Regions from separate parts of the Oryctolagus cuniculus genome. Here region 1 is linked to region 2. A link is a contact called in public Hi-C data. All regions are on one chromosome and are shown on one strand. Each heading gives the region's core, a stretch centred on a gene start, on an enhancer-like site or on the middle of the called end of the contact. The rest is flanking DNA. Distances are from core to core; before and after follow the strand shown.

What was found. A called contact is a pair of places that touch in the nucleus more often than the background predicts.
Region 1: a Hi-C map of an unstated tissue shows a contact between it and region 2, with 2.5 times the contacts expected there. The contact joins the promoter of PPCDC here to the promoter of COMMD4 in region 2. A contact is called at or near these places in 2 of 6 Hi-C or Micro-C datasets (ear pinna and an unstated tissue).

Annotation. Positions count from the first base shown.
Region 1 is chr12:108,755,218-108,757,917 of mOryCun1.1, forward strand. It overlaps PPCDC (phosphopantothenoylcysteine decarboxylase), which reads right to left and starts at 1,450. Exons shown (of 6, transcript XM_002722037.5): 1 at 1,347-1,450.
Region 2 is chr12:108,610,538-108,613,452 of mOryCun1.1, forward strand. COMMD4 (COMM domain containing 4) reads right to left here and starts at 1,561. Exons shown (of 8, transcript XM_051834639.2): 1 at 1,470-1,561. The coding sequence starts at 1,472.

The sequences.
Region 1 (2,700 bases), core at 200-2,699, 140 kb after region 2:
GCAGAGGACGGAGGAGGAGTCGTGCAGCCAGAGCCCTGGGCCCTGTCCACGCTCGTGCTCCCGCCCTCGTGTGTGACTGTGGCCGAGCTCCACTGGCCAGCAGCTGTGACCTCTGCCCCACTTCAGGGCCCCAGCCAAGGGCATGCTTGCCCAGAGCTGGACAAGAGCGTCCACCCAGGGACAAGGGAGCCTTGAGGGCCTCAGCCTTACCTGTGGGATGGCAAACCCCTCCCTGCCCCACCCCTGCCAGGACAAGGGGATTCTCCCAAAACCAGAAGCAGCCCTTGACCCGGCCCCCCAGGCTGGCGTCACTCCTAGGGACCAGGCCACGGGGCAGTCACACCAGGGACTGAGCAGCTTTGTACCCCCCATTCTAGAAGCCGGGGCAGGTGTGCGTGACAGCCACCCGGAGAATCCTAGGGCAGGTGCTATGCTGTGAGCATCTGTCCCTCCAAATTCAGGAGTCTCATGTTAACAGGGTGGGGGCTTGAGCCAATGGGTGTGGAGCTGGAGCGACTGGATGGAGTTGGTAGGGTGGAGCCCCCGCGGTAGCCGCGGCCTGCGCTCCCAAGGAGCCCTGAGCCTCAGGAACCCCACGCAGGTTACGGGGACACCCCAGGGGCCCGCCATGCCGGGGCCACAGCCAGGGGAGTGGGCGGAGCAAGGGGCCCCGGCTCGAGCCCCGGACCGGTCTCAGGGGCACCTGCCAGTCACTCTGCGGACAAGGGTGGGCGGAGCTGCTGCAGGGCTGCACAAAGGAGCCAGCGCACCCGGCCAGGCAGGGCCGGGGGTCACCGGGACCCGGACCCACCACGTCAAAGCCCCTCACCGCTGACCCCGGCCGCTGCTCGGGCCCGTGTCCCACCAGTCACACGGAGCCTCGCGCCACCTTAACCGCCTCCCCGGGGCCGACGAGGGCAGGCGGCTGCTGCGGGGCGAGCTCGGGCCCTGGCTAACCGGCTGCAGCGGCAGGTGCCCCGGAGGCCCCCGCGGGCTGGGGAGCCCCAACGTCCGGGGCTTCCGTCCTGTTTCCACCAACTGTTCCGCCGCCCTGGGTACCGCGGGCAGCCCCCGCCCCTTTCTGGAAGCAGGCTCGTGGTTCACTGGGATAAACGCGGTGCGCGCTGGCGAGCGGACAGGACACCTTCCACGCGGGAGGAGCCGCCCGGCGGGCGCAGAGGGAACCCCCTACTCCGGGCCCCGCCGCCCCCGGCGGCACGCCCGCGGTGAGGAGGGGTCGCACGGGCGGCACGGCCTCTCCTCACACACACACACGCCCGCGACTCATGGCGGCGAGCGCGCCTTCTCCGCTCTCCCCAGGCTCCCAGGCCCCTGCGACCGCTCACCCGCGCCAGGCGCAACTCGCGGCAGCCCCAAATATCGCGTGATCTGGGCCACCCTCCGCTCTGATTCCGAGGGTTCCGCTGCCTCCCGACAGGACCTGGGAAGCAGCGTGGCCGCGAGGCCTTCTGGGAGTCGTAGTCCACAGCTCTGCTTTCTGGGAGTTGTAGTCCATTTCTCCACCTTGCGGAAGCTACAGTCGGTTTTTCATGATTTGGGCCCCGCGTTCTTTGTATTGGCGGACTCTCGGCAGGGCTTGGCCTCATTGTGTGGCTGCCTCACCCTCATCCTGCCCCCACACACTGCTTATCACCGGGGGACTCAATACTGAGTAATAATAACCGCTTTTTGGGGAGGTAAACAGGGATATAAGATAAGTATGGCGTCCCCGCTCTCAAGACAAACAGAAATGCAGAATAATGCAGGATTAGGTCCACCCCGAGCGTCAGGCACGAAGGGCTCCCGCCTTGGGATCTTATTTTAAAGATTTATTTATTTTGAAAGCCAGAGTTAGAGAGAGGCAGAGACAGGTATCTTGCATCCGCTGGTTCACTCCCCCATGTGGCTGCAGTGGCCAGCGCTGGGCCAGGCCAAAGCCAGGAGCCTGGAGTCCACACGGGTGCAGGGGCCCAAGCACTTGGGTCATCTTGCTGCTGTCCCAGGCCATAGCAGGGAGCAGGATTGAAATGGAGCAGCTGGGACACTGTGGCAACCAAGTGGGACGCCGGCATTGCAGGCAGTGGCTTTACCTCCTGTGCCGAAACACCGGCCCTAGAGCTATCCTTTATTTGAAAGAATTACACAGAGAGAGGAGAGGCACAGAGAGGGAGGTCTCCTAGGTCTTCCATCCGGTGGTTCACTCCCCAGTTGACCACAATGGCAGGAGCTGCGCTGATCCGAAGCCAGGAGCCAGGAGCTTCTTCTGGGTCTCCCACGCTGGTGCAGGGCCCCAAGGCTTGGGCCATCTTCTACTGCTGCCTCAGGTAGAGAGCTGGTTCCAACGTGGAGCAGCCGGGACTTGAACTGGCATTCGTATAGGATGCTGGCACTGCAGGCAGTGGCTTTACCCACTATGCCACAGCACTGGCCCCAAGCTGAGTCTTTTTTTGAAGGGCACTATGGCATGGATGCCACAGGATTGGCAGCCAGAGGAAGGGAGCATGGGGGATGCCTCTGCCCTCCTCATTCCCCAGCCCCCAGACCCTTTTCTGTTCAGCTGGGCTGCTCAAACAGCTGTGGTGGGAGGGCTCTCTGTGCTCTGCCCCAACCCCCAGCCCTGCAGTGAGCCACCTGACCCCGCCCACTCCTTTTTTTTTTTTTTTTTTTTTTTGACTGGCAGAGTGGACAGTGAGAGAGAGA
Region 2 (2,915 bases), core at 311-2,810:
TGCCAGGGGCCGCCAGCACCGAGACCAAGTCCCTGGCCTCGGGCCACGTGTGACCTGACCTGTCCCGGCTCCTCCCCACCCTGGCAGCATCCTGGTCAGCTGCCCTGGCCCACGCCAGAGTGTGGCTCCCTCTCCTCTTCAGAGGGGGCCCCCTGACCACGCCTTCTTTTTTTTTTTTTTTTTGACAGGCAGAGTGGACAGTGACAGAGAGAGACAGAGAGAAAGGTCTTCCTTTTGCTGTTGGTTCACCCTCCAATGCTGATCCGAAGCCAGGAGCCAGGTGCTTCTCCTGGTCTCCCATGGGGTGCAGGGCCCAAGCACTTGGGCCATCCTCCACTGCATTCCCTGGCCACAGCAGAGAGCTGGCCTGGAAGAGGGGCAACCGGGACAGAATCCGGCGCCCCGACCGGGACTAGAACCTGGGGTGCCGGCGCCGCTAGGCGGAGGATTAGCCTAGTGAGCCGCGGCGCCGGCCTACCACGTCTTCTAACCAGCCCCCACACGAGCAACCTGGGGCACTGGTGGAGACGTCCACTATCTCTCTGCTTAAAATTTGTTTGAGGGACCGGTGCTGCGGTGCGGCCTCCCATACGGAGGTTCGAGTCCCGGCTGCTCCACTTTCCACCCAGCTCCTGCTAATGCACCTGGGAAAGCAGTGGAGGGATGGCCCAAGTGCGTGGTCCCTGCACCCACGTGGGAGACCTGGAAGAGGCTCCTGGCTCCTGGCTTCAGCCTGGCCCAGCCCCAGCCACTGTGGCCATCTGGGGTGAACCAACGGATGGAAGACCTCTCTCTCTCTCTCTCTCTCTGCCTCTACCTCTCCAACTCTGCCTTTCAAATAAGTACATAAAAATCTTTAAATTTTTGTTTTAATCTACTTGAGAGAGAAAGTTCTTATCCCCTAGTTCCCTCCCCGAATGCCTGCGACGGCCAGGGCGGAGCTGGAGCGGGGAACACGACCCAGGTGTCCCACGTGAGTGGCGGGCACCCAACTCTTCGGGCCACCACTGCAGCCTCCCGGGGTGTGGGTCAGCAGGACGCGGGCGGCAGCACCGGCACCGGGAGCCCACCCCGGGCACCGCGCTGCCGCCTCACCGCCCACCCGCCCCCGGCGCGGCGCGGGGCTCAGACCGCGCATCCGACAGGTGTCAGCTGAGCGAGCACGCAGGAGGTGGCAAGTCGCAAGCTCCTGTCCACCGCGCGGGCTGGGGAAGCGGGCACCTCTGGGCACGCTCCCGAGCCAGGCAACCCCGCAGGAGACCCGCTCCGCACCGGCCGGCGACGGGAGCACCCGGAGCGGGCGGCCTCGGGTCTGCGACCCCGCCGTGCGGGGCAGCGGGTCTCACGCTCCGCCCCACCGCGCCTGCCGAAGAGCCGAAGCCCCGCCCTCGCTCCTCGTTCCGGGAGCCACCAGCGCCCCAACGGCGCCGCCCCTGCACCCGCTGCCTCGCTCCACCGCAGGCGCTCACCATCGCGCCGGGAGCCCGGGACGCCGCAGCCTCGGCTTCCGCTGCGCGCGGAGTCGGCTGATGCCGCGATCACGTGACTCGGCGGCCGGGGGCGTGGCCCGCGAGGGGCGCGTGGGGGCGGGAGCGCCCCCTGGAGGACCGGAGGACGCAGTGCAGGAGCCCGAACCCGGAGGGAGCCGGCCTCGCCCCAGTTCAGCATGGGGCGAATCCTGGCCGCAGGACACGGGGAGTGGGCTCCTGGACAGGACCCGCGGAGCTGGGCGTCCTCAGTCGTTTCCACGTCTCCCGCCGTTAAGCAGTACCACAAATATAGCTGTGGCATACTTTAAAACGTTACTGAATTATAGCAACACGCACACAACTAACTGCACACGAGCAGCGTCGAGTTTAGTGAATTTCCATCAACTGTTCACCCCACGTTAGCAGCGGCAGCAGACAGGGGCGCAGATCCAGGCGGTCCAGGCGAGGGCCGTGTTCCTGCACCCCAAAACCAGCACGGGGTTCCCCGGAAGCCGACTTTTACTGCAAAGCACAGAGCAAGCAGCGGGCAGCCGGCTCGGTGCCCAGGGTCCCGGAGTGTGGCAGGTGCACCCTGGGGCCGAGAGCGGCGTGCCCAGCTCCCCTCCTGCTCAGGGGCGACGAGGCGGGAGGGGTGGTGGGGGACACCTGGGCGCGGGCGGCCAGCGCGGAGTGGGAAGAAGCAGCAGAAGGCCGAGAGGCGCAGGACGAATGAAGAGGGAACTGCTCTGTGCCGGCCCCTGATCCCTGCCGGGCACCGCAGGCCAGAACCAACACCCGCACAGCGGGGACTCCATTCTGGAGCGCCTGAGCTCCACCTTGAGAAAGAAGCCGCCCCCCCCCGCCCCCCCCCGCCCCCAGACTGTGCTGTAGAACTACGACCTAACACGCTCGGACAATAGCAGTCACCGCATCGCACTTGGCCGAGCGCAGAAACCCCCTAGCATGCTCGCTCAAGCTTAAAAGCAGACAGGCGGGGGCCGGTGTGTGGTGTAGGGGGGAAAGCCGCCGCCTGCAGTGCCGGCATCCCAGGTGGGCGCCAGTTCCAGTCCCGGCTGATGCACTTCCGATCCAGCTCTCTGCTGTGGCCTGGGAAAGAAGAGGAAGATGGCCCAAGTGCTTGGGCCCCTGCACCCTCATGGGAGACCTGGAAGAAGCTCCTGGCTCCTGGCTGCAGCCTGACACAGTCCTGGCTATTGCAGCCATCAGATGGAAGATCTCTCTCTCTTTCTCTTTCTCTCTCTCTCCCCCTGCCTCTCTGTAACTCTGCCTTTCAAATAAATAAATCATTAAAAATAAATAAATAAGCCGGCGCCGTGGCTCACTAGGCTAATCCTCCGCCTTGTGGTGCTGGCACACCGGGTTCTAGTCCTGGTCGGGGCGCCGGATTCTGTCCCAGTTGCCCCTCTTCCAGGCCAGCTCTCTGCT